Linked DNA regions of Mus musculus: region 2 is linked to region 1. A link is a contact called in public Hi-C data. All regions are on one chromosome and are shown on one strand. Each heading gives the region's core, a stretch centred on a gene start, on an enhancer-like site or on the middle of the called end of the contact. The rest is flanking DNA. Distances are from core to core; before and after follow the strand shown.

Region 1 (6,125 bases), core at 2,202-4,701:
AGTGGATCTCCCAAAGTCAGTCCTCTTGTTCTTATTCTAGTTTGGTGGTGAAGAAATGAAAGGCTGGGGTGAGGTGTTGTTGCTGGGTACCAAGCAGTGAAGCATCAATTAACCAGAAAGGACCACCGAAGCTTCAGTTAACCAGAAAGGACATAGTTCCCTGGACCACCGAAGCCTCAATTAACCAGAAAGGACCAATGAAGCTTCAGTTAACCAGAAAGGACACAGTTCTCTGGAACACCACCAGGATGTGCAGCTACAAGGCCTCTTCCATATCAGGGTGCAACTCTGATACACACAAGTGGTTTGCTCATACACGCTGCCTCCAGGACATCCAGGTCCTGCCTTCTGCTTCCCTCCCCGATGCTGTTACCGTGAGCCAAGCCACATTGTGCTAACACACATACTGTGTAGGGAGGGAGCTGGCATCTGCTTATACCCACTGAGCATGCTACAGTCTGTGCTAGACTAGACTTTCCTCCCTCCCAACTGGGGTTTAAGGTGGTCCTTGTGGAGACAAAGATTCTAGTATGAGTCACGACCTCAGAAAGATAGGAAGGTGCAATGAGCTGGCAAGGTGCACACTGGCCACCAGCAGAGGCCATGAGGATCCCGGGATGGTTGAAGGAGGTGGGAGCAGCTGAGTGAGAGGTCAGTGGGGGCTATGACTGGAAGTGGGGACAATGAGAGAAACTCATGGGAAAAGCTGGGTGCTATGCCAATGTACTAGATGCGCTCTGCCTTGTGGTCCCTTGTAATGCCATGAGCATAGGACGGCCCTGGACCCATAGAGATTTCCTTTAGTGTCACTGTGAGAACCTTTCTTGGGGACCCCTTAGGGACAGAGCAGGCCATGACCAGTAAGGTGCTCTCCAATGAATCATAGCGGGAGATGCTTGCTTCTGCAACCTGGTGTGAGTGCCATAGCTCCTGAGGACAGACAAGGCTCTGTACCCCTTCTCGTGAACGGCTTCATGAATGTAAATGAGTAATGAAGCCCACAGTGAGTGTGGCTGCAGGTCCTCAGCTGACAGGAACCTCTGCTTTGGACCTTTTTTCTCTCCTGGAACTCCAGCCTCAGTATCTTCAGCCAGCGCCTCATAAGATGTACCCTATCCGTCTCCCCAACTGAGCAGTGAAGCTGGGAGCCAGCCAGCTGGTGGCTTGTGGGAGGCCATGGCATCAGGGCTGACCTCTCACCTCCCCCACCCCCATGACCAGCCCTTCCAGGCCCCCAGCATTCCCACCCATGCTTGCTGCATCCCTCAGCCCCCACCTCTAGCTTGCTCCAAATCCAGCCCCATATCCTTCCTCTCTGGGCTCCCCTATTCTATTTCCCTTCCCCGGAGGGCAAAGTTGCCATCATGTTGCATTGTGGCCTCAGCCTGGTTCCGAGTTTACCCATGCATTTCCGTCATCTCATAACATGTTAAGCTGGGCCTCAGTTTTTTCAGCTTTGCAATGGGTTAAACATAGCCTACATCGCGGGGGTGATGAACTGGAATAGAATCAATTGTGTGTTTAAAGCAAGAGGTAGGAAGTGGTAGCATAGTTAAATATATACCACGAGAACCATGGCTAGCTGGGTTTCCTTGCCCACACCTAACAAGTGATCAACACCTGCCATTTCTCTCTCTGAAGTATCCCTTCACCATCTTGTCATCTCTCCCATATGCCAAATCTTCTTCTGGTGGGACCTTCGGTGTCCCGTTTTGTTTTGAAACAATCATATGTAGCTGAGGCTGGCCCCAAGTGCCCTATGCAACAGATGGCTCCTGTTACCCTGCCTGCCTCTGCCTCCCAAGCACTCAGATTCCCAGCATGTACCACCAGGCCCATCTTCTTTCATAGCCTCGTGCTGGCTACTCTTACTGCTTCTCATTCTTGCTTTTTTCTATACTCAAAACTGGGCCATGTCTCATCCCTTCTCAGAGACTTCCTCTGGATCCCACTGCCCACCAAATGATGGTCATTTCCCAAGATGCTGTTCAATTCCCTCCACAGCCTAGCTCTTCCAACATCCAAGGTATCTGTGTGGTCCCAGGCCACATACTCTACCACTATGCGGCACCCTCAGGCCCACATTACTGCAATCTTTCCTGTCTTTCAAGGCTTGCTTTAACTGTTGCCTCTTCCTTGAAACTTTTCCTGATCCCCTTACAAGAATAATCATTCTTGGGGCTGGAGAGACGGCTTAGCAGTTAAGCTAGGTTTGATTCCCGGCACTCATATGGCAGCTCACAGACAGCTTTAACTCCAGTTCCAGGGCATTCAGGGCCACCTTCTCCCCTCTGGGGGCAGCAGGCAGGCATGCACATTGCCTTAGGGTTTTACTGCTGTGAACAAACACCATGACCAAGACAACTCTCATAAAGAACAACATTTCATCGGGGCTGGCTTACAGGTTCAGAGGTTCAGTCCATTATCATCAAGGCAGGAAGCATGGCAGCATGCAGGCAGGCATGGTGCAGGCAGAGCTGAGAGTTCTACATCTTCATCTGAACGCTGCTAATGGAAGACTGGCTTCCAGGCAGCTCGGATGAGGGTCTTAAAGCCCACACCCACAGTGACACACCTGCCACTCCTTGGGCCAAGCATATACAAACCATCACACACATGATAGGCAGATGTACAGGCAAAACACCTATACACACTTAAAAAGGCATACCTCTGCCTCTGATTAGTACATTCTGAACCCTGTTGAGCACAAGAAGGACTGTCTGAGTGCCTGCCACCAGGAAGCATCAAGCATCTCCTGGATCCACTCTATGCACAGGCAGGCCTGGATAATTTGGCATTGCTGCTCACAGGCAGCTTAGAGCTCCAAGAGTTCAAAGCCAGGCGGAGTCCAGCCATGCACTCCTGTTGTGTCCTGGTGGGTTTGGGTGAGTGGGTAGCAGGAGAGAACTCACTCTGCACTGGCCATAATTTCTGCCCTCACACTGCAGGGTCTAAGGCAGCTTCCGGCAGGTAAATGTGTGACACACACTTGTGGAATCCTGACGGGTGCAGGCCCTTCCTCAGTTGTGGGGCAAAATGGCTTTTCTGTTCACGTAGGAATTCAACAAACAAGGAGAGTCACCTGGGAGTCTACCCACAGTGAGCTGTCCAACTGTCCCCTGTGACTCTCAGACGATCCAAGACAAAGGAGTTTCAACAAAAATACCATCACAGCCATCCTAACAAACTGCTGTCAGGAACTTGGCCCATGGCCTCTGTGTGCACAGTGGGGCTTCAGGAAGAAGGGTAGGGAGATGGCCTCTGAGTAACATGCTGTCATGTTGTAACTGGAGGGTAAAGGAAGGGGGTGTCTTTCTTCACAAGCTAGGACCTCAAAGCCCTGAGCCTAGCCAGTTAGCATCAGTGAATTCCAATGGAGGGGCCAACTGGCGCCCTTACTCACTAGCACAGATCCTTTCTTCGTTTCCCATAGCAACCTACAGTCTGCTTTCTACTAATAGCTGAGATGTAGCCGAGTCTCCTCTCCCTGACACTTCCCATGTGCACAGCACAGCTGGTCAGGAGCTGTCAGAGCAGATTAATTTGTAAAAGATGGAAGCTCAGAGAGGAAATAGATTTTCCAGGATTGAGAGTCCTCATGGAACTGAGACTCCAACAAGGGCTCCTCACGCCACGGCAAATGCCGTCATCCTATCCCCGAGAGCAGCAGGCATCTCACATGCTTTAGCTCTCTGATCGTGTCATCTAAATGATCTGGCCTCCAAAGGTGCAGAGAGGGAGAAAGGAGTGAGCTGGCAGCCACCTGGGCAGCCTTGGCCCTATTTTCCCACTTAATTCTGTGATAAAGGTAACCTTGCCTCACTGGACAAAGGCCGTATGCTCTCCTTGTGGCTCCGTGTCACCAGAAGCTTCTCTGCACTCCTGTCACCATCATCCTTACCATCACGACGGTCATCATTATCACCATCATCATCATCGACACTGCCACCATTGTTGAAACCAACAATCATTTAGAGTCCAGTATGTGTCAGGCTCCATGTTGACCTCGGCAACCCCAAAGTCCTATGCTGTCACGATCTCCCTTTTTCATGAGGTCTGGAGATAATTCACTCATAGCCCCAGGACTAAGAGATTGGAATGCAGGGTGTTGGAGGTACGAGCCCACACTCCCCATTGCTACCCATTGCCACTGCCAGGTAAGTAACCTTCTATAGACAGTAGTACATCCTCCTGTATGATGCGCTGGCCAGAGACATTCAAGCAGGCCCTTGCATTCACTAACTACTGCATTCTGGGCTACAGGGAGGTCTCAGCATCTTCGTCTCATGATGATGGAGACTGATGCTCACAGACAGCAAGGTCCACGCTGTGCTGGAAGACTGGCTGTCTGTCTGCTCACGTGGGCTCAAAGCACTGCTGAAAGGCACAATAAGCAAGCCAGGAGGTAGAGGCACCAGGAGTACAAGAGTTCATAGCCAGGCGAAGTCCAGCCATGCACTCCTGTTGTGTGGGTTTGGGTGAGTGGGTAGCAGGAGAGAACTCACGCTGCACTGGCCATAATTTCTGCCCCCACACTGCAGGGTCTAAGGTAGCTTCCGGCAGGTAAATGTGTGACACACACTTGTGGAATCCTGACGGGTAATACTGAATACGGAAGGTATCTCAGAGGTAGCAATTCTGAGCAGCAGAAGATGGGCAGGGCAGAAGGGAGCCCATGTTGGGGGTGAGGGGCGTCTGCTGAACCCAGGCTGGATTTGTCCCCTGGTGTTGTCACCAGCACAAGGTGGAAACAGAACTCAGGCCCCAAAATGGACACACATCATGCCTGTTAGAGGATCCCAAGGGAGTATTTATTAATAATATCCACTAATCTAGTAATATTCTCTAGTCAACCCCATGGTTAATAAATGTTTTATCTTGAAATACTTCAGCTAGTCAAAGAGGCTTAAAAATCATTTCAGGGAAGTTCTGACACTGGCTACAACATGGCTAAACCTTGAAAATGTTACATCAAATCCACAGTGGGAAGAAGGAGGCTCAGGTGAGGGCTGAGGGAGGGGAGGGAAATGACGGGAACTGAGCAAAAAGGTTTCTTTTTGTGGTGATAATAATGTCCTAAAATTGGTTGCAAGGATAAAGACACAACTCTGCAATCATACTAAAAAACTGTCAAAATGTACAATTTAAATAGAGAAAATACTTAGATCAGTTACATTTCAATCAAGTTGTTACAAGCTTAGGTAACAGCTCTGGCATCTATAGCACCCAGCTAAATAGTCATCTAAGCACTGAGTACCTGGGGTCTTCGGCCTCCACCATGCCCCCCACCCCTGCCTCGCTTATCATAACAGACATTTAGTTATGTATTATTTTGTGTTTTGAAACTGGGTCTCCCCAAATTGTATAGGCCAGCTTTAAAATCACTCTGTGACCCAGAAGGTCCTAATTTGTAATCCCCCTGCTTCAGCCTTCCACTCCCTAGGATTCCAGGTGTTAAGTCACAACATTGGGTTATGTGAAATATTTAAGCATTTATGACATATACCTATGCACACTGTGCAGTTTCTGACTTTATATAAATACCTAGTATTGTAAATCCTCCTCCTGCCATTGATTTTCTATCGTATCATAGATCCATCCCTGGAATGGATCAGATCTAGGTCCAGCCGACTCATGCTCCCTGTAGATGGCAGCTTTTTGATGCCAATGTTATACTGTAATGCTCTGTGACATCTCCGGACACTCTCCTGTCACATCATAGCTGCCCTCTCTCCTGTCCTTTACCTTGCTGCAGTCCCAGTGCTGCCTAGCCAGCCTTTCCTCTCCCATTCATGCACATTTTTCTCTGCAGTGACTTGATGGAGAGCAATTGTCATAAGCATGCGTACTTCTCCAGGCTGTATCTGGGGGGGGGGGGGGGGGAGCTACTCTGCCAGGGAAGCCTTCCATCCACCAAATGCTGACAAGTTAGGGTTCACCATCATCCATTCTTCATAAATGCACACACGTGCGCACCAAGGTCCAGAGACAAAAATCTACCTGAGGCCTTCGGGGTCTGGAGCAAGCTTTCTGCATCCCTCCCACCCCACCCCTGGAACTTTCTAGTTCCTCATTTTTATTTCCTTACAAATCTCTTCGACCACCGGGGTGGACGTTATCAGAAC
Region 2 (6,125 bases), core at 1,926-4,425, 150 kb after region 1:
TGTATGCATGTATATGTGTAGGGTGTGTGTACATGAGTGTGTGTATTGTGTATGTATGTGTGTGAGAAGGGTTCCTCCTGTTGGAAGAGTCCCAAGGAAGCCGGGGTCCATCAGACTCTGTTCCAGGAAGCCTTGGGGGCTCCAGACCCCAGAGGCAGGTAGCTGTTTAACCAATCCTCATGCTTTCTTCTGTTGACACCATCTTTGTCTAATGTCTTTGGTCTCCAGAGTTCCACAGACGTCTACGAGCCCCTTCCCTCAGCTGTGCCACCTTACACGGTGCCTGTTCCAGAACTCCTAAGTATACAAAGCTTCTAAATTTCTACCCACCCATGCGCAGGACCTAAAAATACCCACGAGGGAGTGCCACACCCCAGACCTCCTCCTCACAAACCAGCTGTGTAAACCTGCCGTGTATATGTAGTGCAGTGGCTGCTAAAACAGGGTCAGAACACAAGAAACCGTTAGGCCCTGTACAGCTCCTTTGAGACAGCCCTGGGCTCCACCTACTGTCCAGGCAGTCCCTTCACTGAGAAGGCACAGACCAGGAGAGAATTCTGCAAGAGCCATGCCCTTAGAGTTTGCAGACAGCTTCAGGAGGCCTAGTGATGGCCTTGCTATTTCTGAGGGAAGAAGGGCGAGAGAAAGCAGGAAGGAAAAAGTGAGCATTTCACATTCCATCCAAAGTTGGAGCCTGCAGTGTCCCCCAAAGGCCCAGGTTGCTAAAGGCTTGGTCCCCAGTCTACAAAACCTTCAAGAGTTGGGGCCTACTGGAAGGAAGTTGGGTCAGTGGGGACACACCCTTGAAGGGGACCTTGGGACTCCCTCCCTGTCTCTCTTCCTACTTACCAGCTGCCCAACCTGGCCTCCTGACCTGCCATGTTCCCCCCCACCCCCAGCCACGTGCCCAAATCAACAGGCTGAGGAGACATGGCTAAAACCATGAGCCACAGTTAAGGTTTCCTCCTTGTGAAGTGATCTTTCTCAGTCAAACACAGAGTGTGACCCACCCACCCACCAAAGTGGTGAGGAGGTCCGTTTGCCTGAAGCCATCAAGGGTATAGGAGAGAGAGAGAGAGGCCTAGAAACTGTTACTCGGGAAACACAACATACTATATAGATGATTCTTACTAGTACAAAATGGAGCTGGAAAGCAGATTGGCCACAGGAATAAAAAGAAAATGAAGGAGGAGGACGGGAGGGAAGAAGGGAGAGAGGGATGCGGAGGGGGGGAGAGAGGGAGGGAGGAATCACCAATGTATCAAAGCCAGGCAAGATGAAAGCTGTCTGCCACCTTCTCTAAGCCCTCAGTCCCTCTCTGTGGCTCATCCGATGACGATGACCAGCCTTCCTACCTGGTCCTCAGAGCTGCTCTCAGGACAGAGCTGGCTCCATGTGAACTGATTTTAGGCTAGAATACTGGAGAGGACAGCCACCAATCCTCACCCCGCCCCAAGTCCACCTAAGATAGACTTTAGGTGATATAGATCGACCTGGACACCTAAAGAGAGCAGCGGGACAGGATCCCAGGGAGTCTGGTGTGTCACGTGTTCCCTAAGAACTCAAGAGCCAGCACTAATATCCCTTCCTGGGCTGCAGGCCTGTTTCCATGGTTACGGAGACCCTCATGCCGTGTAAAGCAGGAAGGGAAATGGACCACAGGTCCCCGGGAGCCCAGCAGCCTCTCCTAGCCCTTCCTATCAGCCCCTCCCCTCCCCTGCCCACCTGCCCCTCCCACTAGGATCCTTTGTGTTTGACTGTTCAGCAAATGCCTCTGGGGGGTCCCTCACCCCCCTCTGAGCCCCCTCCTTCTGTCTGAGGTGGCACATGTTCCCTCTTCCCTTGACTGATCTATCTGGCAGAACAGGGAGAGAGGACTCTTTAATGAGTCTCCTGCCTTCATTTATTACTGTAATGGCTTCAACTTGGGGGACAGGGGCTGGCAGGCATTTAATATGTTTTCATGTCCACAAACACATTCCCTGCTTGGCAGGGAGAGAGGAGGTCTGGTTTAGGTTTGCACTGTGGGGGTGATTTATAAAAGACACCAGTACTGGGGACTCCCCTGCCAGGACTTAGCCTCCTTGTAGCCCTAGCTCTCCCTTTGGCCTCCCCTAGTCCCTCCAGCTCAAATGCTCCCCCTTTTAGCACCCTGCCTGAGGCTGGGCTTGCTTCCCTATCTTCCCTATGCCCACCTTCTCTCCAAAGCCACTCAGGGGAAAATGGCTGCTGACAGACACCCTCAGGTTGCATTTGATGGCTTCCTGCATTGACTCACATGGCCTCAAAGGGTATTCTGGGTAGAAAGGAAGGAAAGTAGGTCCATTTTGACACATTTCTCTGTGACCACCCACCTGGGGCTGCCGAAGTGCTTTGTGCATGATGTTGCACAAACCCTTGGCAGAACAAAGATACTGGGAAGAGAGATGGTGTCCCTCCCTTGGCTGGTAGACTATTATTCAAACCACTGACCCCGGGGAACTTCACACCGGTAGAAGGAAAAGACTGAAGTGTGATGTAGCCAGAGGAGGAACCTGGCCATCACCAGCAATTGATCACGACTCTGACTGCTTGTCTGCCCACCTTGCAGAAAAGACTTGGAGCAGAAACAAGGGTGATGGGACGGACCACATGCCCTGGCCAGGGTCACTCCACTATGCACACCTCTAGTGCTTTAGTTAAACTGAAACAACATGTTATTGCTTCAAGTGTGGACTTGAGGGTCACAGGACCTCTTTGTCTGTTTCCTTTCAGGGTGGCCGTATTGTGTGCATCTCTTCTCTCCACTTCCATTGGTACTTATCTCTGTAATCGATCTATGGAGGATGGGTGGCTAAGCCTAGCTCCTTAGGGCTGCCAGTGTACAAGCTCCGATCCTAAAACTACAGTGACAGCATAAGAGGGGGATGTTTGCAGGGAAACCTTGTTTTAACAAAACACATTGGGACATCATGGCTGGGAAAATGCTCTGGGAGAGGCATCCTGGTTTACTATGATTGAGAAAGAACCATTTGGGCTCCATTGTCCCTAAATAGAAGCTGCTGAAATATAGAAAAAAAAAAAAAAAAAGCCACAAATCACTTCTCAATGAGGTGAGAATCTCCAAGGCAACCTGCCCAGGGCTGAACACCAGGAGGCAGGAGATGCATGGTCACCATGGAAACCACATCCTAGAAACCCATTGGTATTGGTTTGCCACATTGCAGATGAGGTAATGGGGGTGGAGCTAGACCTGCAGGGTCCCTGGAGACTAGAGTAAAGAAAGGTGTGGGAGGAGGAGAAAAGGAAAGAGGGAGAGGGTTGGAGAGAGAGAGAGAGAGAGAGAGAGAGAGAGAGAGAGAGAGAGAGAGAATATCTCGATCCAGGCCAGGCTCTAGGCCATCTCTCTGAAGCTATATGAGGGAATGGGCCAGGAGCTGAGATGAAACAGATAAAGAAACTGGCCTAAAGCCCAGAAGGATGAGCAGTTGTAGCAAGGTGCCACCATATTGAAAGTCTTTATGGATGTATTCCATCTCTCTAGGTCACTCACTCAGCATGAGTAATTCTCTAGTGCTGCTCCATCGATGATAAATTCAGAAGGATTTGGAATCAGAACAAGCCTAGCTGGGTCCCTCAGGTCCTCCGTTGACCCTGGGTGCTCAAGCACAGGGTGCGAGCTCACCCGCAAAGCCTGCCTCTGGCTCCAATTACTCTCAGACACGTTGGCTGGTCCTTTTCTTCCTAGAAGCTAAGTAGCACCACCTGCTGGTGGTCTCTGGAAGCAAGGCAGCAGTGACTAGTGGTCTCTCCCAACTGTGCCTCTGACAAATCTATCTCTTCAAGCAGGTGGGAGACTAGGATCCATCTCTAATCACCCTCTGGTGTCCTGGGGACCATATGAGTCCTGTGATAGAACGAACCACAGAACACAGCCTGCCCAGATCATCAGTTGGCCATGTGACCTCAGCCAACCATTGGCATCCCTGGGCTACAATGCATGTCCATGATAAGGAATTTGTATGAAATTCCCCCATTGGGGTTCTTGACAGCTTACACAGCAAGCATTATCCTGTCCTGCAGAGGACAGTTCCATCAAATCTGAGGAAGGAGAACACCCCAGAAATACAGTGCCATGTGTCTCTCAGCATCTACGTGATTTAAGGCAACCTGGTGCAAGAGGGCCCACCACCTCCACTGGCCAAGAAGCAGGAGCTAGGCCCAACAATACTACTGTGCAATCAAGCCTGAGACAGTCCACTGCAGCTAGCCTGCCCTCCTCTGATGTGGAGAGGATCCCAGGGCTCCTAGACATATATCAGAGGAGCATAGCTGGGAACCAGAGCTACCCACAAGGCACTGTGGGGACTGGCCTCTTCACCCTTTGACACAGGAAGGTCTCCACAGTGAACAGCCACTCAGAATGCAGAGATGCAGGCCCTTCCTGAAGCTGGCTATCGGGAGATTAGTGCTAGACCAGTTTGGTGGGTGGGGATGGTAGACCTTAGTCTGGGCAGCTAAGCTCACAGCCCAGCTTTCCCGTCTGGCGTGACAACATCCTTGTCCTGTTTTCCCACTGGCACAGCCAGGTCTACCTCTCAGGGTCTGCTGGAAATTAAGCTCTCACGCTCCATCTTTCCAGGATGAAGCCTGGTCCACAGCAACACATTCATCATGATGCTCCCTTAATCTAGACGATCTTCCAACTTCTTGCCCTATCAAGAGCGTGTATACAGCAGGCTCCTGGCTGTTCCCTCCACCTGTAATCCTACTGAGCACTTGCTGTATGCAAAGCACTGTACCAGACAGCAGGGCTAGAATGACGGGAAAGGTAGTTTGGATGCAATAACCCACAGAGCTTCTGGTCTAAAAGAGAGTCAGGAGATGGACAGACATCAAACTGACAGACTCACAGCAAAGCTGCTGAAGGACCATATGACAAGAAGGAGTGAACCTGAGTGGTCAGAGAATTATCTTTGGCTCTCTTCCTACATGCTGGAAATAAGGGTGTGATGGCTGGTGCTTTGCAGCTATTGTGGATTCTGAGGCAACGCTGGGGTGGCCATCATTCTTGAGAACTGTATTGTCTGCTCTTGGCTTTTATGAAGACTGAGGGGCCATTTATTCTGTTTTAAGAACTTCAGTTACCTAATTGCTTCTCTGCCCTCCAAACCCTCTGAATCACATGCCTAGAATTAGTAAGGAACAGGCTGTCTCCCCATTAGCCAATAGGAACCTGGGTCAGAGGAGTCTGGGCAGGTTTTGGTTAAATTCACTTGAGTGGAAGGAATTGGCAGGAGACAGAAGTCTTGCTGAATAAAGCAGGTTAGAGATGAATCCGGGGTGACAAGCTGGGACCAATCTTTAGGGCCATCTGCAGACACAGCTCTAGAGTCAGCAGTTAAAGACAGGCCTGAGAGAAAGGACTCAAAGCCAGGAGGCCCAGCCTCCACACCAGAGACTCCTCAAGTCCAGCCCCCGGCTAACCAGGACTATGCCACTCAAAGACTTCAGGGTCAGTGACCAAAGGATCAGGCTTGAATTCTACCTCTGACTGATTGAGATGGCCAGGCAAGCTCTGTGGGACCTTTGCATCTTAGTGTACTAAAGGGGCGATGACAATGGGTTGTGTCTGCACAATCGTGCATGCCCACAGACTGATGCAGATGGACACAAATCTGGTTTGTTTGTTTGTTTTTTGAGACAGAGTCTCTCACTAGTCTGGAACTTGCCAAGGAGGCTAAGCTGACTGGCCAGTGAGCCCCAGGTATATGTCCGTCTCTGCCTCCCACCACAGGATCACAAACGTATCACCACGCCTGGCTTTGCGTACATACATATCGGAGAGGGCAGGTTCTGGGAATCAAACCCAACTCCTCATGTTTGAAAAGCAGTTGCCTGCCTGAGATGTTTCTCCAACCCCAGGCCAATTTCTTGACAGCCATACCCTACAGGTAGTAACCAGATTTAGACATTTTCCTCCCCCCACCACACACACACACTGGAATTTTAAAAGCAATTTGAACTTTAAATATTCCTAACACCGTCGGCAGCTTTCGTTGGAGTCCCTTAGGCTGTGGTCAGATTTAAACCACTTCTCTGTGCCACTATGCCTCAACCCAGACTCTACCTACACACTTCTTACT

The links. A called contact is a pair of places that touch in the nucleus more often than the background predicts.
Region 2: a Hi-C map of cortical neurons shows a contact between it and region 1, with 2.0 times the contacts expected there. The contact joins two enhancer-like sites. A contact is called at or near these places in 1 of 484 Hi-C or Micro-C datasets (cortical neurons), 3 of 115 datasets of contacts at active chromatin or transcription factors (astrocytes, embryonic stem cells and forebrain) and 1 of 9 other capture datasets (pancreatic islet).

The regions. Positions count from the first base shown.
Region 1 is chr10:61,946,295-61,952,419 of GRCm38.p6, forward strand. The region is part of intron 2 of Col13a1 (collagen, type XIII, alpha 1); the gene reads right to left. Among named protein-coding and RNA genes, the nearest start is that of Gm51766, 8.3 kb to the left of the region's middle. Within about 2 kb of position 3,452, at least 17 of the 459 cell types and tissues checked have an H3K27ac peak or open chromatin away from gene starts, as enhancers often do. A contact at or near this core is called in cortical neurons, where this site is marked.
Region 2 is chr10:62,098,531-62,104,655 of GRCm38.p6, forward strand. No RefSeq gene overlaps it. Among named protein-coding and RNA genes, the nearest start is that of Fam241b, 9.5 kb to the right of the region's middle. Within about 2 kb of position 3,176, at least 42 of the 459 cell types and tissues checked have an H3K27ac peak or open chromatin away from gene starts, as enhancers often do. A contact at or near this core is called in cortical neurons, where this site is marked.